4 separate regions of the Zea mays genome follow, and regions 1, 3 and 4 are each linked to region 2. The links are chromatin contacts, called in public Hi-C maps. All regions are on one chromosome and are shown on one strand. The core of a region is the stretch at or near the end of the contact, and the rest is flanking DNA. Distances in the headings are between cores, read along the strand shown. Region 1 holds the start of LOC103654660 (Disease resistance protein (TIR-NBS class)). Region 2 holds the start of LOC100280151. Region 3 holds the start of LOC103654672 (probable protein phosphatase 2C 14). Region 4 holds the start of LOC103654673.

Region 1 (2,700 bases), core at 150-2,649, 590 kb after region 2:
GGGCCATTGAAAGTAGAAACAAAGCTGGGATTGTTGTAGACAATTGCTGGAGTGCCAAAGTTGCTTGAAGTGCACAGGCTAATAGGAGGAGACACATCTGACGGCAAGACCCCAACGCTAGCTGATGGTAACTCCTCCTGTGGTGTGAAGGAATCACCAGAGAGTATATCACTGATTTTCAGCACAATACCATTGGAGGAGCAATTGTTCTCAGGGTCAGTGTGCTCTGGGACACGGGCAGACAGTGACCGTGGCGTGAAGAAAGGGGACTGGTTTGCTGAAACAAATGCTGATGAAGAGGACGACAGGTTCCTTGATGCTGCCGAGACCAGCACCTCGGCATCAGAGGTTTCATGTTGAAGCTTCATAAAACCATTTTTGAGCTCTGTCCACCCCTCAGAGTCGTTTGGAGTTCAACTCATCCACGTCGCAACCGTTATCTGCAGAAGTTGAACAGATGATTCCCTCAGTAACCTGAAAGTAATAGTGCACTGCACATTGAAGGTAGCCTTCTCTGAGAAGAATGCTGCTGATGAACAGGATATGGAGACGGTACAATACAACAGAGACGTCAAGCATTTCAGTGATCTTTGCGGTGGAGAAACAGACAAAGAAGTACGAGCAGCAAAAAGGACAGGCCAAAAGACAAGGCACTAGTACGTCATGACTACTGACCCAAACAGGAGTAAGTGAGATTCAACAGGCTAGCGGGGTATTAAATCGGCGATCCAGAAAAGGCAGACAAACAAACAAGAATGAATCAGCAGGAATGGCCCATCGAATACTTGGGAAAAATAAACAAAAAACAGTCGAAGAAATAGAGGAATGGGGGGGGGGGGGGGGGGGGGGGGGGGGGGGGAGTAAAGTGCAAAAAGGCTGCTGCTTTTGCTATGAGCTGTGCGCTTCGCTGCGACGGCAATGAATGCGAGAGAGCATGATAACAGCGGCGTCATTCGATGATACGGATAGATAACCAGAACCGAGGATGAAGAACCTGGAGCCGGAGCGGCGGCGGGGGGGGGGGGGGGGGGCTCGGTGACGAGTGGAAGGCCGGCGATGGCAGAAGCTGCGCCGTCGACGTCACCGAAGAAGAGAAGGAAACACCTAAAAGCAACCGGAAACACGGTGGGTTCGGATCAGCAGGGGAGGCAACAAGCAAAACAAGCAAGCCGAGGCGAGGGGGAGATGAGATTTGGATCTGGGTGCGAAGCGCACCAACCGAATCTGAGGAGCAGTACGACTGAGCGGCGACCCGGGGTCCGCCTCCGCGCGCGGATCTCGGCTGGACGGACGGACGGAGGCAGGCGAGGGGGCCGCCGCCGCTTTTGTGGATCCAGCGCAGGGAGAGGGGGAGAGCGGAAAAAGGTACGAGTGAACTGTAGCGGAAAGTGGGTGTGGGGTAGAGATGGCAATGGGTACCCACGACCCGATACACGATGGGTATTTACTCCATTAGGGTATGTATGTGGGCTAAATATTCTACCCGTGGGTCTGTTATTGGGCAAAAATCTTCACCCAATGGGTAAACGGGTATTAGAACGTTCTGCCTTCACCCATACCCGCTAACCCGTGGGTATAAAATACCCAATATAAACTTATCCGAATCATGAACTTGGACTTTAGTCATCTAACTTTTTTACTATTTAACAACAATTTAATGACCATGTAATGGAACATGTAATGTGCTATATAGTACTATCATAGTGTTACTACTTTATCCAATTATCTTTGGTGTGTTGAATGGATGGTTAAATGATGCTAGAAAATTTTGTAATGGTATTTATATGGATATACTTGACATTTGTATAGTATAATATTTTGATAGTTGTTTAATTTTTGTGGGTACGGATGACTCGATGGGTGACCCATACCCACATGGGTATGGGTATGGGGGTAAATCCATACCCGCCAGTGTATATGGGTAACCCGGTGGGGTTATTTTTGTGTTGTGGGTATGGGTATGTGGTACTAATACCCGGTGGGTATTTACCCATTGCCATCTCTAGTGTGGGGGATGAGATGCACCGCAGTTACAGTGGTTTTAGCGAGGGCAGGGTGGATTTAGAATGAGATTAGCGTGGTGCGTGAGATACCATTACCAAGCTGCTTCTCGGTCTTCGCCTGCGTGTTCCCATGTGTCGTGTGTGAGCGATTGATTAATTAATTCGTCGAAGCGGCTGCCGAGCCGGGGAGAGGATGAAGTGGGACTGTGGGAACAGCGGGCGCGGGCTCTAGCCGCACCTGAAGAAAATTTCTTATCTCTACTGTCTCTTAAGAATGCAGCGTAGACGTCTACAGGGTGATATTCTGCCCCCGACATCCTCCTCTTCGCTCTACTCCTTGAAGCCGTGATCGGAGCCGCCATCAACGCCCTCCACCCCCCCCCCCCCCCCCCCCCCCCGCTCAGGTCCCCCTCTGCGGCAGCGGCAGCCGGCATTCCCAGCCCCCAAAATCCTATTTCCCTCTCCCACACCACGCGTCGCGCCCGTCTGATTCCGCCCGCCAGCCACGCCCGCAGATCTCGCTTCGGCGCCCTGATTCCGTTGTATGCAAGGTCACAGCCCTGCCTTCCATCGTCGCCCCCATGCCACGCTCCCCTTCCATCCTCGCTCACTTCCAGCCGCCAACGGAGCCCCCCACGTACGTCTGGCAGAAACTGTAGAGACCGTCGAAGACGGGGCAGTCCTCGCCGATGTTGAA
Region 2 (2,700 bases), core at 150-2,649:
GAAGCGACGGGCCCACCAATCGAAGCTATAAGTCTATCGCTACATTGTATCCTATCTCTGCTCTATCTTTTCCTTGCGTACCCACGGCATTGACGTACCTATGATAAAACCGCCCATGGATTCTACGAAACCAAATCCCTCCGCCCATGGATTCTACGAAACCAAATCCCTCCCTTGCCTGTTTGATGAAGAGCCACCTAGCTTTTAAGAAACTGGTTTATAGAAATTAGAGTGGTTCCAAACACACAAGTTTATGCTTTAGTTTATAGAAAACCGAATTTTCAGCTACTTAAAAAATAATAAGCTGATATTCTCCGGCTAAAACCAGTTTTGTCTGTTTAAGTTACGTCATGTTATTTTTTTTATTTCACGGATCTGTACCATTTGCCTTTAGGCCATTCTCAGTGATCATTTTGTTACACTGTTTTGAAAGCTGCCATGTTAATATTTATCTTGGAAACATTGTATCCAGAGTTTAAACTTTCTCATCTCTTACGAAACTCTCTCACATCTCTCTTCGTTAAATTACATGCTATATTATCTTAATTAATTATGTGGCATGTTGTTTAACGAGAATAAAAATATCCAAGGAGAATAACCTTAGGAAAGGAACGGGAGGACACGTCAGTCTAGCCGAAGAATCGCAGGACGGGAAAGCAAAAATAGGCTGCTTTTACTCACACACAGTCACACTTCGCCTTGGCGGGTCTGGGCAACTGGCGTCGCGATCTTATACCACTTGTGCACCCGCAGCTCTCTCCTTCCATCCCCTCGCCCGCCGTCTCGTCACTCGCTACACCCCAAAAACCTCGCCGGCGGCCGGCGAGAGCCCCGTGCCAATATAACGACTGTTCCACGCTTCCGTCACCGCCGCGTCGGGGCCGGCGATCCAACACAGGTTAGCTCCTGCCCCCTTGATCCGATGTGCACGTTAGGTTTCGTGGCGGCCGGTGTGCCAGTGCCAGATCTGCGGACGTGTGTACGTACGGGTCGCGGCGCTGCATGGCTGTTCCTAGTCCAGCCGTCCGATCCGCGCGAGGCGCGCCATCACTTCCTGGCATCCGCGATGCGGCCGCAGAAGCGGAAGGCCTTTAACGGCCGCGAGGGGCGAATCGGGCAGGCGAATAAAAGGCACGCGCGAGGCGACAGGTAGTGGTGTCGCCCGCGGCCCGCCCCGTACTCAACCGCACGCGGTTCCAGCTTCTGCCTGTGTGGGCCCCGCCTCGGCGCGAGGTAAAAACACGTGCCGGGGCTGCCGCCTGGCCGTGGCATCGCCCTGGCTGGCGGTGAAACCCATCGCATTCGCATCGCACGCGCGGCGCGCCAGGGGAGATCATTCACAGGGGCAAGGCTACCACTGGAGGGGGCCTACGCAGCAGTGAGAGGCTTCTACAGCTCGTCGTACCCACTCCTCTTTTCTCACTCTACTACTAGACTGGTGTCTCTCTCACCCCAAGGAGAGTCGCAGCGACCCAGCCTTCTCCCTCCCTCTCTCTCCTCTCTCTCTCTTCTTGCGCCGCTTTTCCTTCGCTGCTCCGCGCGGCTCCGGCGGGCGGTGCGGGAGGAAGAGGAGGGGGCGGAGGGGCCGGAAGTTTTCCGGCCGAGGAGCCCAGCGGGAGGATCGAAGAGGAGGCACTGGTCCGGGGCTGTCCACTGCATCGGGTTCTTCGAAGTTGGGGGGACCACGGGACTCGAAGGGAGCGCCCGATCTGCTCCGCCGGCGAGGTGAGCTTCTGGAGGGGTATGTGGCTGTTCTGCGTTCGCGTTCCGCTCTCCTGCGTGCCGAAATGTGGGTCGTGTTGTGGAGAGCCTCGCGGGTAATTTCACCTGAGGAGCTCGCTCCTGTTTTTCCTTTTTTTCCTTCTCTCTCTCTCTGGGTCTTTGGATTCGTCCGGGAGGCGTTTTTGGGTGGGCGAATCGCTTTTTTTTTTGGTCCGCCTGGGGGTCTATTTTGGGATCGGTTTCCCAACACTCCGCAGAGGCGCGTGAGAACAGGGGAGGCGTCAGGTAAGGTTTAGAGACGTGCGAAGACTTTTGGGTTTCCGATCGAATGCAGCTCCGCCGTGCTGTTGTCTAGGCATTTCTTCTTCTTCTGATGAATCGCTCTTCTAGTTGCGTGAAAGAGTGTCGCCATGTCTATGTTGTTTGGATTTGGAGTACTGATGGTGCATGTGGCTGCCGCTTTTGACGTTTGAAGAGTTTAGTCTTAATAGAACATGGGCACTGTGTACTATTTACAATGATTTTTGTGTAAGTTTAGCTTGGGACAGGAGCCTTGGTTGTGCCATGCTTGTCACAGTTTATTTTTGAGCTTAATTTTGAATCCGGGACATTTATGCAAGCTGCATTACCCAAGATGATAGAGGGTCTGTGGCATGCCTCGTCAGGACAGCTTCTGATAATAAAATGAATAATCCTGCACCATTGCCCACAATCACAACAAAATCATGATGTTTCTGGTTTGCTTCCAAGTAGTATGTTACGGAAAACCACTACTATAAATATGTGACTTCCTGTTTTATTATTTACTCATTAATTTGTTCGAAATTAATGCAGATTGCACTAGTCCTTTGATTATGAACAAGATCTTCACATATTTTATCAGATTTAAGTGTATAGTTAGTAGAGTATTCACGTATCTTTTAAATGCTAATATCATGCGCGTTTGGTTTGATGTGATATCATTTTTCATTGTACCAA
Region 3 (2,700 bases), core at 94-2,593, 540 kb before region 2:
TCCAATGGCAACCAGTGTCAAATATATATAGGATTTGAGTAAAAGTTCAATTCTTGAATAGTTTCATATTGTGTGCTCATGTTGCGATAAGAACATGCATAAGCTGTGGCCAAAGATAAAACAAACAATTCCCTGAGGCTTGCATTAAGATCAAATTACAGAAGAGTAAAATCTGAATCTGAACTTCTCCGTCGAATAAAAAATCTGGAACACAGGATATGTCAGGCAAACTAATCCGGAGTAAGAACAAGGTTGCTTAGATCTTGGGGAGATCTGATCAAGAACAGTGGGGAAAAGTACATCAAGAATCTCACAGCACAAGATGTGTGAGAAGTACAGACAAGAAAGCAGGGAAAAGATGGTTCTTTTTTCTCCTTTACCTCCCAGAAGATCATAGCATCCTGGTTGACGCCCTTCTTGCCCTGCAGCGTGTACAGTGACGCGACGGCGCAGGCGCCATTGCCAGCGATCCGGCCGGGGGTGGCCCTGAGCGCCGCTGCGAAACGCCGGGCGTCGGTTGGCTCAGGCCCCGCCCCAACCCCGCGAGGCAGCGGCGGGAGCGGCTGCCGCTGGGGCCGCGCCGTAGCCCATGTCATGCCTAACGCGCCGAGCAAGCCGAGGAGGCAGTCGAAGAAGTCCTCCATGCATCGTCCTCTACCGGCAGCGGGGCCGGCGCCTGTTCCAGCAGCTCCCGCTCCATCTCCTCCCGCCACTGCTGGACCCGCAGACCGGGTGCTGACCATGGCGACGCGCGCGGCGACGGCGAGCGCAACCAGGCGCTGGTGCTCCCCTCCGCTGCCGCTAGGCCGCCGACGGCTGGTGCCTGACCGGCGCCCGGCGGCGGCTTCCACCATGCACCCGCGGCCGATCCGCACCCGGCGCCGCGCGCCGCCGCCGCCCGCCGAGAAGCTCGCTCTCCGACGCCGGCGGCAGGAGAAGCAAGAAACGGAGGAGTGAGGCAGAGCGTACGGCCAAGGGACTCGGACACCAAGAGTGGAGAGGGAGAGAGTGGCTGCCGCTAATCAAGCGGGGATGGATGTAGTGTAAAAAGAGGAATGTTATATATGCCTGAAAAGGGCAGCAAGAACACGGGCACGGGGCGAGTCAAGCAGCGCAACCAAAACCCAACCCCTCTGTCTGTCTCTATCCATGGATTGGTATAGTATAGTACTAGTACAGAAGTGGTGGTTAGGAAACAAGAAACCTGCGTAATCCCATACTTAAAAAGGCTCTTAGCAACAACGAATCGATTGATTGATTAACCGGCTAATCTAGCCCAGAGGACGAGAGGAGAACGAGGCCGGCGGCGGTGCTTAATATTCGATCTCTCGCCGTTGGAGGGGAGGGGGAAGTGGTGGCCGATAGGGGGACGGGACATTAAAACGGCGAATAGAGAAGCACGAGAAAGAGACGCGAAGTTGACTAAACTTCGTGTCGTGTCGGACCCCAAACCAAACGATTTTTCTATGTTTTTCCTCTATTTTCCAGAGAGAAAACATAAGCCATCATGAATTAAACAGGCTGCTAAAGCGACAAGTTCACTTTCACATATAGTAACATCATTAATATGCCGTTTGGATACTTGGAATTAAATTACATTCTAATAATAATAATTTATACACATATCAATTAAACTGATACGGTTTTATGTAAAATATATTTATATACTACTATTTATAAATGTCAAATATGCTACATTTTTACTACAGAGAAGTTGGCTGAAGAGCATCCTATAAATTGTAGAGTAGAAATATATTCTACTGATACATTAAATCATTTTCCATACTCCACCTCGTAAAATTAAGCTAGGCTTATATCTAAACTTTAGAAAGTGATGAAATATCAAATTTCAAACCGAATAGATTATTTTATTAAGTAAACTAGGTGAGTGTCGTGCGTTGCAACGGGACCACTACATTGCAACATTTAAGTACAAGGATTTTCCACTTGCAACGGGGCCAGAAGCTCCAATGTCTAGGAACAATTCAGGAGAGGCAGAAATCAGAAAGTGTATCGAGTCCTTCGGAAGGGCAACAAATTATTGGTTAGGTTGCTTCTTGCCTGTGAAATTGATCGAAAAGCAAAGAAGGACATTGACTTGAGACAATAGGGAGGCGAGGCAGAGCGGCCTCGCGAACGTCTGCTTTAGAGCTCAGTGGACGTTCTTCTCGTGCCACAACTTCTTCCTCAGCTTGTCCACCTGTAAGACAAAATCGAAAACGCTGAACGTCCTCAACAGAAATGCAATAGGCTTACGACTAAACACCAGGTAGAACAATACACACACGTCTTGTTGCAGTGCAGTTTTCCCGTCCCTTCGAAAATGGTTTCTGTTCTTCATGCCTTGAAGTGTCGCATTTGCGGAGGACGCCTTCATGGACACTGGCGCTATCTTCGAGCTAGGTGGCCTCTTTTGCTCCTCCATGGCCATGGACAGAGGAAACAACACAAAAAAATTACTCACCCCAAACACATTCCTCTAATCTTCATAAGAACAGATAAGAGTACAATAAGACAAGCTCAAATAATAGTATAATATCAAGTATGCAATATATATTTGGTCTCAAAGTACAAGTTCAACCACCTTCTGCAATAGGCTAACCAACTATAAGGATAACAAAATGTAGCATGTCGTAAGTATAAAACTCTCACTTGCAACTTAATATTACAGACTGAGGTTCAACACAATATGAAGCTCTT
Region 4 (2,700 bases), core at 39-2,538, 610 kb before region 2:
GAAAAAAGTTACAACTATGTCATGGCTCAGAACTTAACACAAATGATGAATGATGAAAGAGTCAAAAAAAGGAAAACAAAAAATAGAAATTCGATATGAAATTATAGATAGCGAAAGAGTGCATAACATGATTCACCATTTAAGTGGTACGTGTCTATTGCCATGAATGAGCAAAGTTGCTGTAAAACCTCATGAATTACTCACGACTCCACTATTTACCAGCATGATTGTTTCTTACATAATGACGCAAAAGAAAAGACACAATGAAATCCCAAGCAGTGCAGTAGGATGGCACAAAACATAGCTCTCACCATAATAGTGTGGATGCTCAAAACTGCATTCACTGGTGAGAATAAGATGCAATCACGAAAGAAGAATATCCAAATTTAAAGGGCAACAAGTGCATATTGTCGGGAGGTAACAGGGGCTAGGAGATTTCAATTTAAAAAGAAAGAAATGCCGCAGCTATGAACTTTCACATTGCTGCCAGATCACCATATGCAACCATCACAGACAATGTGTCATGAGCTACTTAAATGATCGTAGGCCAAATGAAATAAGGCATTTTGCTCAACCAAAGTAAACAGATTCCTCAATAGTTGGAATTCAGTCGAACTATAAAATTGTGAACAAACGTATACATAAGCACCAAAAGTCCACAACTTGCCCGTTTAGAGGCTCCTCCATAAATCAACATGCAATTCTTCCTCAAGGGAAGATCATAACGCAAACGACCAAGGGTCAATCATCAACGCACCGAATTCTAACCCTCCAAACTATCCCCAAATACGAACATGATCTGCACAGAGATTTGGTAACCCGGACAGAACAACGCCACGACTAAACCAACACATCGGTCCACTAGGCAATCACGCGGCCTTCCTCCATATCGCGCATCAAAAATGGTCACGATCAAAGGTGCTGAAGGAATGGGAAAACATGGAGGAAGGGTAAGAGATCATACGTGGCCCTCGAACATGGCGGATGTCGTGGGGATGGGCCCGTCAATGGGGTGGCAGTGCTCGACGCGCCCTAGGACGACGGCAGCGGCTGCGCAGTCGCGAATCCACTCCCTCCTTGCGCGCGGCGAATCTCCGTCATAGGCCTCCTGTGCCAAGAGGGAGTTAGGGTTTCCGCGGGGGTGGGAGCGGAGAGGCCGGGGCGGAGGTGGCGGAGGGGGCGAGGAAGACGACGAGGAGGTGGTCGAGAGGAGGGGAGGGGAGCACGGGACGGGATGTCGGGATGGGCCAGCACGAGGTGGTTTCCGGCGGTGTTGGCACTTGGCACTTGTGCGGTGTGGTTCTTTTTGGCTCGTTTCGGGTGGGGTCGCTGCGAGTACTCCGTACGTGCGCCACGCTACGGACGCACGCGTCCGGTCAACAGGCGGCAGGCGCCAGGCGGGGAGCTGTGCAAGAGAAGGCAAGGGCAAGTGGACAGGGTCTTAGGGGCATATTCGCGTGAAAATTCAGGAAAAAACTTATTTTACAAATAAAAAAATTGTAAAATAAGTTTTTTCTGAAATCACTAGCACGAGTTTGGAACGTCTCCTACTTCCCTCTTTCGGCTATTCAGCTTTCAGCCACGCGTTCCAGCATAGTGTCTCCTCCTTATCTCGATCGTGTTTATTCTTTTCATTAAAATTGTGTTTAAGTGAAGATTTGATTTGAATCTTGGTTATTAATTCTATATTCATATCGACCTAACCAACAGAACATATGTTGGTGGTAAGCATTTATCAAAGGTCCTCAAAACCAATTAATTTTAACCACTTTATGATTTGTTTTAGGAGCAACCAATTCATGTCTATCGAAGTCAGGTTAAAAGAAGAATAGAAGAAGCTTTGATTTAAACGTGCAGACGAAGCATGTTGTCGAGCTCGAAGCGAATGGCAAGAAAACGAATAAATGACTTGTCGACGTGTGCGCCACTCTTTCGGTAGAAAAGGACAATAATGGCCTTAATAGATTCTATAGTTGTTTATATAAGTTTAGAGGTCAGGGTTATAACTTCGTATAAAGTTGTACGTCAGAATATCCCTATAAATAGATGTACAATGCTCATATAAAGTGGCGTGCCGGAGAGATTCAGAGAACTCGCTTGTGCCACTTCGAACTACATAGCATTCGAAGCTTTAGAATATTTGGGCACTTCGTCATTTTTTGTACTCTTCGAAGGTACTCTTGTAATTATTTGTTTGTAATCAAGTAAAAGACAAATAATGAAGCAAACTTTTCGTGTAATGATGTAAAAATTCAGTCTATCATTATAAACTTATAAATTATCGTAACCTTCTCACTTTAATCTATTCTCTCTTTATTAAAGGAGAGAGTACCATGTTATTCTAATTGTGTTGCCTTATCTCGGTTCTTTTCATAAATTAAAATAGTTGGCCAACAACATGTCACACCCATTTCTGGTGGTAGAGCCGGATGCATAGCATATGTGTGCCAGGATCTATTTTCACACATATGTTGATGTCACAAGTGTAATATATCAAAAGAACAATGCATAAGAACGTAAATAAAGATTATATTAACATATTACACTTCGAGCAGACATAATGTCTTAACTTTTATTCATCAAAGTACAGCAAAACATGGACATCCATCCACAGGAAGATGACCGGGGGTATCACTAGACTGGCATCCATGGAGCTCAGCATCATAACATCATCTGCAAACTTCTGATCAAAATTAAGCA

The links. A called contact is a pair of places that touch in the nucleus more often than the background predicts.
Region 1: a Hi-C map of endosperm shows a contact between it and region 2, with 3 times the contacts expected there. The contact joins the promoter of LOC103654660 here to the promoter of LOC100280151 in region 2. A contact is called at or near these places in 2 of 25 Hi-C or Micro-C datasets (ear and endosperm).
Region 3: a contact with region 2 is called in a Hi-C map of tassel, with 2.0 times the contacts expected there. The contact joins the promoter of LOC103654672 here to the promoter of LOC100280151 in region 2. A contact is called at or near these places in 5 of 25 Hi-C or Micro-C datasets (bundle sheath, ear, endosperm and 2 more).
Region 4: a contact with region 2 is called in a Hi-C map of leaf, with 2.3 times the contacts expected there. The contact joins the promoter of LOC103654673 here to the promoter of LOC100280151 in region 2. A contact is called at or near these places in 3 of 25 Hi-C or Micro-C datasets (ear, leaf and tassel).

Annotation. Positions count from the first base shown.
Region 1 is chr4:224,636,105-224,638,804 of Zm-B73-REFERENCE-NAM-5.0, reverse strand. LOC103654660 (Disease resistance protein (TIR-NBS class)) reads right to left here and starts at 1,399. Exons shown (of 4, transcript XR_004857968.1): 1 at 1,220-1,399; 2 at 995-1,104; 3 at 1-440.
Region 2 is chr4:225,228,451-225,231,150 of Zm-B73-REFERENCE-NAM-5.0, reverse strand. LOC100280151 reads left to right here and starts at 1,399. Exons shown (of 18, transcript NM_001320528.1): 1 at 1,399-1,725.
Region 3 is chr4:225,768,728-225,771,427 of Zm-B73-REFERENCE-NAM-5.0, reverse strand. It overlaps LOC103654672 (probable protein phosphatase 2C 14), which reads right to left and starts at 1,343. Exons shown (of 5, transcript XM_008681516.4): 1 at 381-1,343. The coding sequence starts at 854.
Region 4 is chr4:225,839,675-225,842,374 of Zm-B73-REFERENCE-NAM-5.0, reverse strand. It overlaps LOC103654673, which reads right to left and starts at 1,288. Exons shown (of 65, transcript XM_020552861.2): 1 at 965-1,288. The coding sequence starts at 979.